Regions from separate parts of the Mus musculus genome. Here regions 1 and 3 are each linked to region 2. The links are chromatin contacts, called in public Hi-C and promoter capture Hi-C maps. All regions are on one chromosome and are shown on one strand. Each heading gives the region's core, a stretch centred on a gene start, on an enhancer-like site or on the middle of the called end of the contact. The rest is flanking DNA. Distances are from core to core; before and after follow the strand shown.

The links. Promoter capture Hi-C pulls out the DNA fragments that hold promoters and counts their contacts. A called contact is a pair of places that touch in the nucleus more often than the background predicts.
Region 1: a contact with region 2 is called in a Hi-C map of pancreatic cancer cells, with 2.9 times the contacts expected there. The contact joins the enhancer-like site here to the promoter of Got2 in region 2. A contact is called at or near these places in 22 of 39 promoter capture datasets (the 3T3-L1 cell line, 3T3-L1-derived adipocytes, the C10 cell line and 13 more), 1 of 15 datasets of contacts at CTCF or cohesin (embryonic stem cells), 26 of 484 Hi-C or Micro-C datasets (the C2C12 cell line, the CH12 cell line, the G1E-ER4 cell line and 14 more), 11 of 115 datasets of contacts at active chromatin or transcription factors (the SCID.adh cell line, bone marrow-derived dendritic cells, embryonic basal ganglia and 4 more) and 1 of 9 other capture datasets (embryonic stem cells).
Region 3: a contact with region 2 is called in a promoter capture Hi-C map of embryonic stem cells, with 2.9 times the contacts expected there. The contact joins the promoter of Ccdc113 here to the promoter of Got2 in region 2. A contact is called at or near these places in 7 of 39 promoter capture datasets (cranial neural crest, embryonic stem cells, frontonasal cranial neural crest and 3 more), 1 of 484 Hi-C or Micro-C datasets (embryonic stem cells) and 3 of 115 datasets of contacts at active chromatin or transcription factors (embryonic stem cells and large pre-B cells).

What each region holds. Positions count from the first base shown.
Region 1 is chr8:95,614,324-95,618,016 of GRCm38.p6, reverse strand. No RefSeq gene overlaps it. Among named protein-coding and RNA genes, the nearest start is that of Gins3, 17 kb to the left of the region's middle. Within about 2 kb of position 1,491, at least 22 of the 459 cell types and tissues checked have an H3K27ac peak or open chromatin away from gene starts, as enhancers often do. A contact at or near this core is called in the C2C12 cell line and pancreatic cancer cells, where this site is marked.
Region 2 is chr8:95,885,709-95,889,664 of GRCm38.p6, reverse strand. It overlaps Got2 (glutamatic-oxaloacetic transaminase 2, mitochondrial), which reads left to right and starts at 1,264. Exons shown (of 10, transcript NM_010325.3): 1 at 1,264-1,448. The coding sequence starts at 1,360.
Region 3 is chr8:95,532,100-95,535,531 of GRCm38.p6, reverse strand. Ccdc113 (coiled-coil domain containing 113) reads right to left here and starts at 1,432. Exons shown (of 9, transcript NM_172914.2): 1 at 1,260-1,432. The coding sequence starts at 1,360.

The DNA of each region.
Region 1 (3,693 bases), core at 242-2,741, 270 kb after region 2:
AAAATTGGATTCTATGTATAGTATAAAAAGCAAACCTAAAACCAGGCATGGCAGCACACACTTGGAACTCCTAGCACTTGGGAGGTCTGGCCAGGAGAATAAAGAGTTTGAGACTAGGGTTAGCTATATTGTGAGTTCAAGGCCACCCTGGGCTACAAGAGCTGTCTTAAAACAAAAACAAAAACAGAAAGAAAAGAGACTTGCCAATTAACTAAACAAAACTTGGGAAATCACCCACCCTACCAGCTGGTTCCCCAGGGAGGGGCTTGTGAAATCTGCACAAGTGTTCTTTGATTGCCAAACAGGAGGGAGTAGGTAGCAGTTGCAGACACTAGTGGGCAGAGGTGAAAGATGATGCTGAAGACGGTATCAGCCATAAGGAGGAATCACCTACCTTAGAATGTCAGTTGTGTTTGCAAGGTTTACAAGCCTTTCAGCTCTGAGGAATTGGAGGCTTTTAAAACTATGCAAAAGAATTTAGGCAAGCATTTAATTTCCTAAATCCCAAAACATTTAAGAGTATTTCTGACCTCTTGTACAGGGAGCAACTGTTAACGGTTGGTTTTTAGTTTAGGGCTGGATCACTTGCCCCCTTCTTCTGTTTGTTTTGCCTTGGTTTGTTTCTTGCTGTGTAGCCCAGGCCTCCACGCTCTGAGCCAAGCACAATATTCACAGCCTTACTGGGCCTGCATTAGTCACCTCCGTGCTCAATGCTGTTTCCTGTTTATGAATAAGTGACCCACCAGAGAGTCCCCAACTCCTATGAGGTTGGGAGAGGATATAAAATTCAAGTTACTTCTGTCTCATTGTCTCTGTCCCCTCACCTCATGCTGGGGATCAAGCCCAGGAACTTAGGCACACTGGGCAAGTGCTCTACCTCTGAGGCACACCCCCATTGGCTCTCTCTTTTTTAAAAAGTTAATGTGTGTGTGTGTGTTTGTGTGTTTGTGTGTTGTGATGTGTCGAACATGCCACCGAGTATGTGTAGAGGTCAGAGGACAAGTTTTGAGATTCTGCTTTCTCTTTCCACCGAGTAAATTCTGTGGATCCAATTTGGCTCATCAAGCTTGCATGACAAGTGCTTTCTAATGCACTGAGCCATCTTGAAAGTCCCTTTGTCTCTGTTCTTACCGCTATGCGCTGCCATCTTTTAAAAATCAGTTTCATAAGCTATAGAATGTGTGTAGTTGAGCCAATACTGTCTCTTCCCCTCCCCTGGTTTCAACACAAAGGAAGGAATATCTACACGTCTACCGGTTCACAGTCACAGTCTCAAGGCATTTTAATGATGCAAGTTCACCAAGTTCCACACAAAAGTCACTTCCATACTTCAGGCTGTTCCATCTGCTGTGCGTGACCCTGTGCAATCTCTTAAGTCACTGTTAGACCATGCAAAGGTGCTTCTTGGTGATCGTCCACAGCTCCACGTGGCTCTTTGTCAGCATTTCTGAGTCATGGCCCAGTACGTAAGAGCCAATGGCATATGGTCTATGTCATTTGGTCTGACTCACTTGGGGGAAGCTCCATTAACCTGACAGACTTGATGTCAGAAGACTCAAGAGGACACTCTGAACTTTATGTTTTCATCTCTCTATAGCAACGAGTTCAGAACTATCCCTGGGACTCCATGCAACCTTCACCATTGCTTACCCTTGTCTTTCCCCTTGACTGAGATGCTCAGAGGCAGAGCCCACCCTGGCCGTGCTAGCCTCCTGCTTCACCCAGACATGTCTGAATGATGCAACGTACCCTCTGGCCTCAAGCCCCCCATATTGCTATGTTACCCAGGATCCAGATGGATCCAGCCTTCCCAGATATGACTGGGGCTGTCTTCTCTGCTGTCTTTAGGGTTTTTTTTTTGGTTTTGGTTTTTTCGAGACAGGGTTTCTCTGTATAGCCCTGGCTGTCCTGGAGCTCACTTTGTAGACCAGGCTGGCCTCGAACTCAGAAATCTGCCTGCCTCTGCCTCCCGAGTGGTGGGATTAAAGGCGTGCGCCACCACGCCTGGCATCTCTCTGCAGTCTTTGATGCTATTTGCCAATCTGTTTTTCTTGATATTCCTTTTTCCTGAGTAACGGGAGTACATGACCCCTGTGTGTGTCTCTCTCATGCTTTCCAGTCTCGTTGAGCCAGTTTTTTTCCTTCTCTTTCTGTGGAGGTAAAGGTTGTCTTTGCTTCCCTTCTCTTTCTAGTTCATGCTCCATCCCTGGTGGCCCTGTCTGTCACCAGGGTCTCCACCATTCTGTGACCTGCAGCTCTATACCTGTTGAGTTTATACCCAAATACCAACAGCCCAGGAGAAGTGATGATGGTATATGCTCTGAAGAGTTAGCTATGGGATCAGGAGAAGACACAGCAGTAAAAACAGCCAATCCTGGGTCAGATCACTGGACTGGGTACTTCCAACTGATATTTGAGGTAGAGAGGACAAAAGAGAAAAAAAAAAGAGAGAAATCAGTAGTTTCCATGGGTGGGAGGAGTGTGAGTGAGACTGGGCACAGCAGAGTTCAGGGCAGTGGAACCACGTTGGACGATGCTGTTAGAAGCCACGGGTTGCATAGAATCCAAGTGGATCTTACTGACAACAGTGGACTCTAGGCAGCAACGATGTGTTAATGTAATATCATCATGGCCTGGAAGAAGCCGGTTACTGTGCCTGAGAGTTCAGTAAGCACTGTTTGTATGTAAGGATGAGGGTGTGTGGGAAAGAGCTGTGCTTTCCGTTTCAGGTTTGCCATGAAAAAAAGAACCTGTTATAATGAGATAAGAAATTATTGGGGGGGGCACTGGGGAGATGGCTCAATGGTTAAGAGCACTGTCTGCTCTTTCAGAGGTCCTGAGTTCAATTCCCAGCAACCATGTTGTGGCTTACAACCATCTGTAATGGGATCTGATGCCCTCTTCTGCTGTGCAGGCATCCATGCAGATAGAGCACTCATATAAATAAACCTTTAAAAAATAAATTTAAGAAATTATTTTTCATTAGAACAACTCAGCAAAATAATATTATGGTTGATTATTGGATATTGTTTCATGAGTATGTTGAACAGGCTAACTAACTAAATAAACAGCAACTTCATAGATGAGAAAAAAAAGAGAAATCTTTCAACTTTGGCTTTTTAATCCACCCTATACAAACCAGCTATTTATGGTAAAGCCAAGTAAAGACAGACACACACACACACAGACACACACACACACACACACACACATACACACCACAACTGCTTGAGTGTATGAAGTCTCTAGGTGCTGGAGAGGTGACTCAGTGGTTAAGAGAATACGCTGTTCCTGCCGTGGACCTGAGTTGAGTTCCCTGGCACCCATATCAGGAGACTCACAACCTGTAACTCCAGTTCCAGGAAATCCTACACCTTTGACCTAGGCAGGCATTTGTATTCATGTGCACATACTTACATGTATGTGTGCATGGATGTACACACATAATTAAAAATAAATCTTTTGCCGGGTAGTGGTGGTACATGCCTTTAATCCCAGCACTTGGAAGGTAGAGGCAGGCAGATTTTTGAGTTCAAGGCCAGCCTGGTCTCACAGTTCCATGACAACCAGAGCTACACAGAGAAACCCTGTCTTGAAAAATCAAAGATAAATAAATAAATAAATCTTTTGTTAAATTTATTAAAAATAAATCTTTTGAAATAGTTACAGTAAAACTGTTCTTGTTGATTTTCC
Region 2 (3,956 bases), core at 15-2,514:
TATCCTAAAGAGGCACTGTGTCTATCAATTTGACTACTGAAACAATGGAACCCAAAGAAATGGCAATATCTCTAGGAATCTCATACTGAAATAAGAAAAGGCCCCAGCCAGAGAGGCAACCTTTCTCCCAGAGAGTCTATACAGTTCTAGCAACTTATCAGATCCATCACCTTATAGGATGGGTTAATGGCAGGCAGGAACACAAGCTGACTGGGAATCTGTTTACGTTGGAATCTCTCATTTGAACCCCGAAGGAAAACTGGATCTTTCTGTCCAACTTCCTAGTGTGGCCACATTGAGTAAAAAAAAAAAAAAAAAATTTCGAGACAGGGTTTCTCTGTGTAGACCAGGCTGGCCTCGAACTCTGAAATCCACCTACCTCTGCCTCCCAAGTGCTGGGATTAAAGGCATGCACCACCACCACCCAGCAAGTAAATCTTTTTCTGCTTTTCACTATTTTACTTTGTTTGAGGACCAGTGACCTGGGCCTGGTTTGCAGCACATGCTGTGGCCCCCAGATTTGATAACAATCACACAGACAACTGAAGTGGCCGGAGAAATTAGACTGGCAATCTATACAGATTTCTGCAAGGCATCCCTGGGAAATAATGGCCCATGTTCAGAGTGAATTCGGTCAACTTGTGGACTTGTCTCAAATTCATTCTCCCAGCCTTTAAAAGCTTATTCATTTCTTCCAAACATAATTATGAAGACTTGATGTGCAAAAGTTTGTCGTTGGTCCTGGGTAATTTTGTATTGACTAATCAGGCTTTTTTTTTTTTTTTTTTTTTTTTTTTTTTTTTTTTTTTAGGGCATAATCTGCTAATCTCACAAGTTAATACTCACAACTGCCCCACAAAATATGCCTGTTGTCCTCTAACAGGGACATGAAAGCATTCTGAACCTTGAGAGACTTGCACTTGGGGAAACTAGTGGGTTGAAAGGAAAACCACACTGGAGCATTAGGAAAAAAAAAAAATACTTCCTCGGGTCAGTTTACATTTTTTTCCTTCTTTCAAACTGGCACGCTAGGCAGCTGCCTCTAGCGTAGCGGATGATTAACTGGAAGCAGAGCGCTGAGCACTGTGGACTGCGCATCCTCACATACAAGCTTCACAGGATTTATAGGCAGCGATTAGCAGTGCCCTTGCGAGTTTCCATGACCTCCGTGGAGGCGTCGTCGTTCTACCCCCGACCGCAAGGGGCCGCTGCGACATGATTCGCTCCAGGCGCAGGGCCGCTCTAGCCACGCCCAGGGAAGTCACTGTCCTCACCTTTTAGGAGCCCGCGCCTCGGTTCCAGCGGACGCTTCCCCAGATCTCGGCTCTACCACCATCCACTGCCGTCTTACCGCCCACCATGGCCCTCCTGCACTCCAGCCGCATCCTCTCCGGGATGGCTGCTGCCTTTCACCCAGGCCTAGCTGCTGCAGCCTCTGCCAGAGCCAGGTGAGCCGAGGGATACAGAGATGCAGCGGCACCGCGGGCCTGCCCCTGCCCAGCCGAACTGTGGACCCTGTGAAACCTGCACCCCACCCCGCGATCGGACACACGTGCGCACCTCGTGTGTCCCCAAGGGTTGACTGTCCCGAGTCTTAGAGTCCAGTGTCTGCGCCCCGGGGTGACCCCAGGACCCCTCATCCCTCCCCTGTATCTCCGGACAGAGGGCCAGCGTAGCCCCCGAGGTGGGAATTGTGGTTCTCGACTGCACCCAGAATCCCATTCTAGCGGGTGATGGGGGGTCCCAGATGTGGACTCAGCACAGTGGGGTGCGGGGCAAGGGGTGAGCACGTGGGCGGTGGCGCTGGGCCATCCTCTAGCCGATTGGCTATGGTGCCGGAGCTGCCTGTCGCTGATTGGCTGTGGTGCAGGGGGGCGCGCATGTCCTTGACCAGCTGCCCTGCGGGACAACAGGTCCAGCTGTCGGGGTCCAGAGGGTTAAATCTGCCAGTGCTGTGTAGAAGCAGCGTGCGTGACGGGGGGAAATGTGACCACATGCAAGGAGGTTCTGGGGGCGTCCAGATCCGGTGTGCATCCATGACCTTGGCGTAGTGCATCCTTCAGTGTCACCACAGTAGTGCCTGATGATCCCCTATCCCCTGACAGACCAGCCTGGCCTTTGGATGGAAAAGGGTTGAAGTGTAATGTACTTTCTTTGTTTTAAACCCTTGGGAGATTCTGTTGACTGGAAGCCATCAATCTTTCCCTGCATTTCAGTCGGCTCTTTGCTCCTTAAAATATTTCGTAACCCAGTTTCTCCGAGCCAGGCACTGGACCAGTTGCTGGTGATGCAGCTGTGAGCAAGACAAGAGGACTGACTTCCTTTTTTAAAAAAAGACAAATGAGTCATCTTAAACTAAGGTGTACTGAAAGTGCCAGGCCTAAACGGGAACTAGTAACTCCTGATTCTTCCTTGGGCCTCAGAAGAGCAGATTTGAGACAGTCTCCTGGAGTACGGCAGACACCTCCCCGGGGCACATACTAACTGGGAGCGAAGCCTACGTAACTTTTTATGCTTGCCTTCTTCCCTTTGAATGTGTTCAAGCATCTTCAAGGTAGTAGAACAGTCTGTCCTTCCCAGAGCCCGTTTTTTTGGCTCCATGCCAATGGGTGCCCTTTTACGCCTACCCACCTGAAGGGGAGGAGAAACGGGGGAGAGTTATTTATGCTGCAATTTGGAGAACAAAAATGAGGTACTTGTATGGGTAGGAGGAAAATCAGTTTTCCCGTTATTTTAACCTTGAAATATCCCTGTTTGTAATGTATATCTATATACCCGAAATACCTGACCTTCACTTAAACTGCTTGGCCCGGTTTCCCCTTGGATGTGACTGCTTAGTGATTTCAGTCTGAGAGCCTGACTGCTGTTTCTTTTCTGTCATTTCCCAGTTAGAATTTAAGGTAAGGGATAGCAGAGACCTTGGCAACTTAGTTCTGAGTTGTATCTAAACGCTTGCTTGCTTCTGTGTCGGGGTTACGTAGCCCTGGCTAGTCTGAAACTTACTATGTACACCAGGCCTGCCTGGGACACAGCTGCAGTCATTTTACCTGTAGCTTTCTAATGTTACTACAGCTTCCTTCTCCCTTCCCCCAGGGATAGAACCCAGGGCCTCAGTGCATACCAGGCAAGCACTGTGCCAGAGATACAGGCCTGGCCCGTGAAATGCCTTTCACTTTGTATATTTTTATTTCAAGCCCTCATTTTATAAACAAATACAGCATTTTTTTTTTTCATTTTTAGATCAAAATCTACACATGGTCCTGGAAACCAAAAATTTAGGGGCATGAGACAGGGGAATTGCTTTGAGTTAAAGTCCATTCTCCTAAGCTACAAAAAAAAAAAAAAAAGTTCCAGGCCAGCCTGTGCTAGAGTGGGACTGTAAATAAGAAAACGTTTCAAAAGCTGCTTAAACCTCTGGGAATATGAGGCCTTTGTAATGCTTATCTGAATACTTTGTACCTAGCATCTTTTGGTTGAGTGGTCACCGTTGCTCAATGTTTGTGGCCCTGCAAGTCTCTGTCCAAAGGGCATTGTACGAATCATTTTGTAGGCCATGGGTTATCAGTTTACCCCCGGAGCACTCTGGTTTTCAACTAATGCTATGTCTTTACAAATAGCAGAGCTCTCCCAGGTCTATAATCTTCACAGTTTTAAGGCGTGGGATAATGAGGGACATAGAGAACCTGACATTTGATCAGTCATAGCTGATCAAAGGATTACTGTCCCTTTGCTTAGCATGCTTGACATGAATTTGGAAATTGTTTGGGGCATTTTGGGTTTTTTGTTTGTTTGTTTTACGAATTATGCAAGAATATTCATGGCTGAGGCTTCTAGAGAATTTATCTGCTACATATTTTATATATGTGTTGTTCACACAGTTAAACAGGAATGATAACTCCTGCCCTTTCGAGAGGCAGCTCTATCATTGTTTAAGGGCCTTTTTTTAAACATGAAAG
Region 3 (3,432 bases), core at 183-2,682, 350 kb after region 2:
GTAAGTCCCTAAATTAAATGCTTTCTTCTTTAAGTTGCTTTGGTCATAGTATACCAAGGCTGACTTTGAATTCACAAAACTCCACCTACCTCACTGGCGCTGGCACTAAAGGTGCGAGCCACCATGCCCAACTTTAATGTGTGTTGTGGAGGGGGAGGTGGGTACTGGGATTGAACCCATAGCCCTGTGAATACTAGGCAGGGGCTAAAGCTATATCTCCAGTTCCAAAACTTTCCCCTTTCACTGCATGCACATACTCACATACATATGTACGAAAGAGGGTGACATTGAGACCTACACATACTGTTAAACTAATTCCTAAATTATGAGATTAGTACAGAAGCCAAATAGAAAACAGGAAAGCCATTACGTCTTGTCTTTTCAGCACATATTGTATTCTCGGTGGAGCCTTCCATGGGCCCGGGTCTGAATCTCTGATGCAGGATCTTAAGGAAGAAAACTTCAGAATGCGTTTCTCTCTTAAGATGGCCGGCCGATATACAAGACTGGCAGTTATAGACACTCACAAGGAAACTTCACAAAACATGTACCTCTGGGGATGGCTGTTTCACATACAAGATCATGGTATATGACAGACACTCACAATGGTAATTAGTAATAATCCCTCCACTCTGGTATGAACTATTTACAGATGTATGGAACCAACACCTCTTCTGGCCGCTGGAAACAGAATACTGTATAATATCAATACATTGTACACTGACTCTCATCTACATTATGGAATCCTCATATCCAGATAACCCACTGTGGAAGATGGAAAACAGACTGTGGAAAATACAAAGCCCTGAGCCAATCATTCCTCAGTCCATCTCCACGCCTAAATCCTTATTCAGCCCACAAGGCCCCAAGCAAATCATTTCAATAGCTTAGTTTTCACTCCGCCGCCATGTTAATGTTTATCTTAATACTAACTTTGGAAACCGGCTTAGGAGGCTACCTGATATAGACTTCGAAGGCGGCTTCCCAGCACCAGGAAGACACCAAGCCAAAGCGCTAGCTTCACTAAATCCTGTCTGATCTTTTCAAGGCCAACGGCTCCCTTGCCCCTCCACCCTGTCCGGGTTCCATCAGTGGCTTGTCAGTTCAGGAGCAGGCAAGCAGCAAAGCTAACTAGGCAAACACAAGTTCTTTCTCCACTGTAATGCGATGTGTGCCCGCGGGGCTCTGCGTAGATATGAGTAGTCTGCAAACTACAGCCCAGGCCTCAGAGACTCATGGCGCCCTCACGGTGCCAGTACCTGAGCTCCTCTACCAGCCCGCACAGTTGGATGACTGGCAGCTCGCCTTCCTCCTCCGCCTGGGAGTCAGTGATCACGCTGTCCGAGTCTTCCTCAGACATCACTCAGCCTAGGGTGCTTTGAGAGCCTTCAGTAAGCTGTCCCGCTTCACTTCGGCCGCGACCCTGAGGCGCGTTGCCTAGACAACTGAACGCTGTTTATAGGGGTGGGGCTTTGGGTGATGCGGCCCCTCCCTTGCACCTCGCGGTGGAGATCGAGCAAAGCTGCCTGCTTGCCTGCCTGCCTACTCAGATGCCTAATCCATCTCACTGTTCTGAGAATCGCTCTTCAGTTGGAAGTCACAACAACAGCTCCGGTTTGCCCAATGTCTTCTCGGTCCTTGGCATCATGTTAAGCTTATTTCACGCAAATCTTTGCATGGACCCTGTTAAAAAAAAAAAACTATTCATCCTCCTAGCCAGAAACCGTAGGTCCAGAAAGCTAGCAGCGACTCGCATAAGTCTCTGCCCCGTGGTGTAGTGAGGATTCTAATCTGTGGTCATTGCCTCACACGGAAGCTGCAGTTTTTTCATTTACTGCATTTCATTTACTGCAACTCGAACTGCATTACTCGAAGAGAAAGAGAAACTGACTAGTTTTTTTTTAAGATTTTATTTATTTATTTATTTATTTATTATATGTAAGTACACTGTAGCTGTCTTCAGACACTCCAGAAGAGGGAGTCAGATCTCGTGATCGGATGGTTGTGAGCCACCATGTGGTTGCTAGGATTTGAACTCCTGACCTTCGGAAGAGCAGTCTGAGCCATCTCACCAGCCCCTGACTAAGTTTTTAAAATAGGTATCAAGACAAGTTCCTAAAGGTGTCGTGTGTCTTTAGTGTTTTGGGGTAATGTGGGGCAATTTGGGCCCTTTTTTAAAAAAGTTTTATTTATTTATTTATTTATTTATTATATGTAAGTACATTCAGACACTCCAGAAGAGGGCATCAGATTTTGTTAAGGATGGTTGTGAGCCACCACGTGGTTGCTGGGATTTGAACTCAGGACCTTTGGAAGAGCAGTCGGTGCTCTTAACCACTGAGCCATCTCACCAGCCCAATTTGGGCCCTTTAATGAGATATCAGAAACCCAAACAAGTTACAGGCTGGGATAGCGACAGCAACAGCACTTTTGGGTACACTTAAAGGTGGTTAAGATAACATGTGCACACAACCAAGCTGAGTGTGCGTACCATCATGGGATCCCAGCATTGGTTAGTGCTGGGGCCACGGAGGTCCTTGTACTCACAGAGAAGAGAACCAGGAATGTTAATCAGGCAGGAGAGTATCCTTAATGGAGGAGACAAAAACACCTGCATTCCATCCAGAAAGCTGAGAGTGGATCTTGTTAATGACCTGGTGATCTTTTTGCGGTCTGTGGAGGCAGACCTCACCCCTTTTGCTATAGAGGCAGACCCCCCACACACTTTTGCTATAGAGGCAGACCTCCTCCAAATTCCCCAGAATGATTATCCCAGACTCTGCCCTCTCGAGACTAGAAGTCAGAGACCGCAGTAGATTCTAGGCTTTTTCTTTATTTTCTTTATTTTTACTTCATGTGCAGTGGTGTTTTGTCTCAATGATTGCCTGTGTGAGCATGTTGGATCCCGTGGAAGGTGAGTTACAGACAGTTGTGAGCTGCACTATGGGTGCTAGGAATTGAACCTGGGACCTCTGGAAGAACAGCAAGTGTTATTAACCACTAAGCCATTCCCCCAGCCCAATTCTAGGGCTTTTAGTTATAGGACCCACCCTCTTGGTCACGTGCCCTTTATAAAGGCGTTTCTATAAAGACACACCTTAAGGCTTATTGTGCACCTGGAATTGGACTGATTGGACCACTGTTGCCTGGAAACCTTTTCCCAGGCTGTACTCTGTTTTAAATAGGCTGACAATGAATCAACTGAAATTAGATTTTCCCCAAGTCTGATGCAGATTGACGAAGCCCGCCTGTGGCTGGTTTTCATTCTTAGCTTTTCATGGGGTGGGGTGAGGGTGAGGGGTGGGGGTGGGTTCAATTCCCTGTGAGACACCTGTAGGAAGCCCTGCAGGTGAGAGAGTCACAGCGGGAGAGTCAGGAGATCAAGGTTCTCCTCAGGCACATATTGAGGTATCCGTTAGCCTGGGCTTCCCG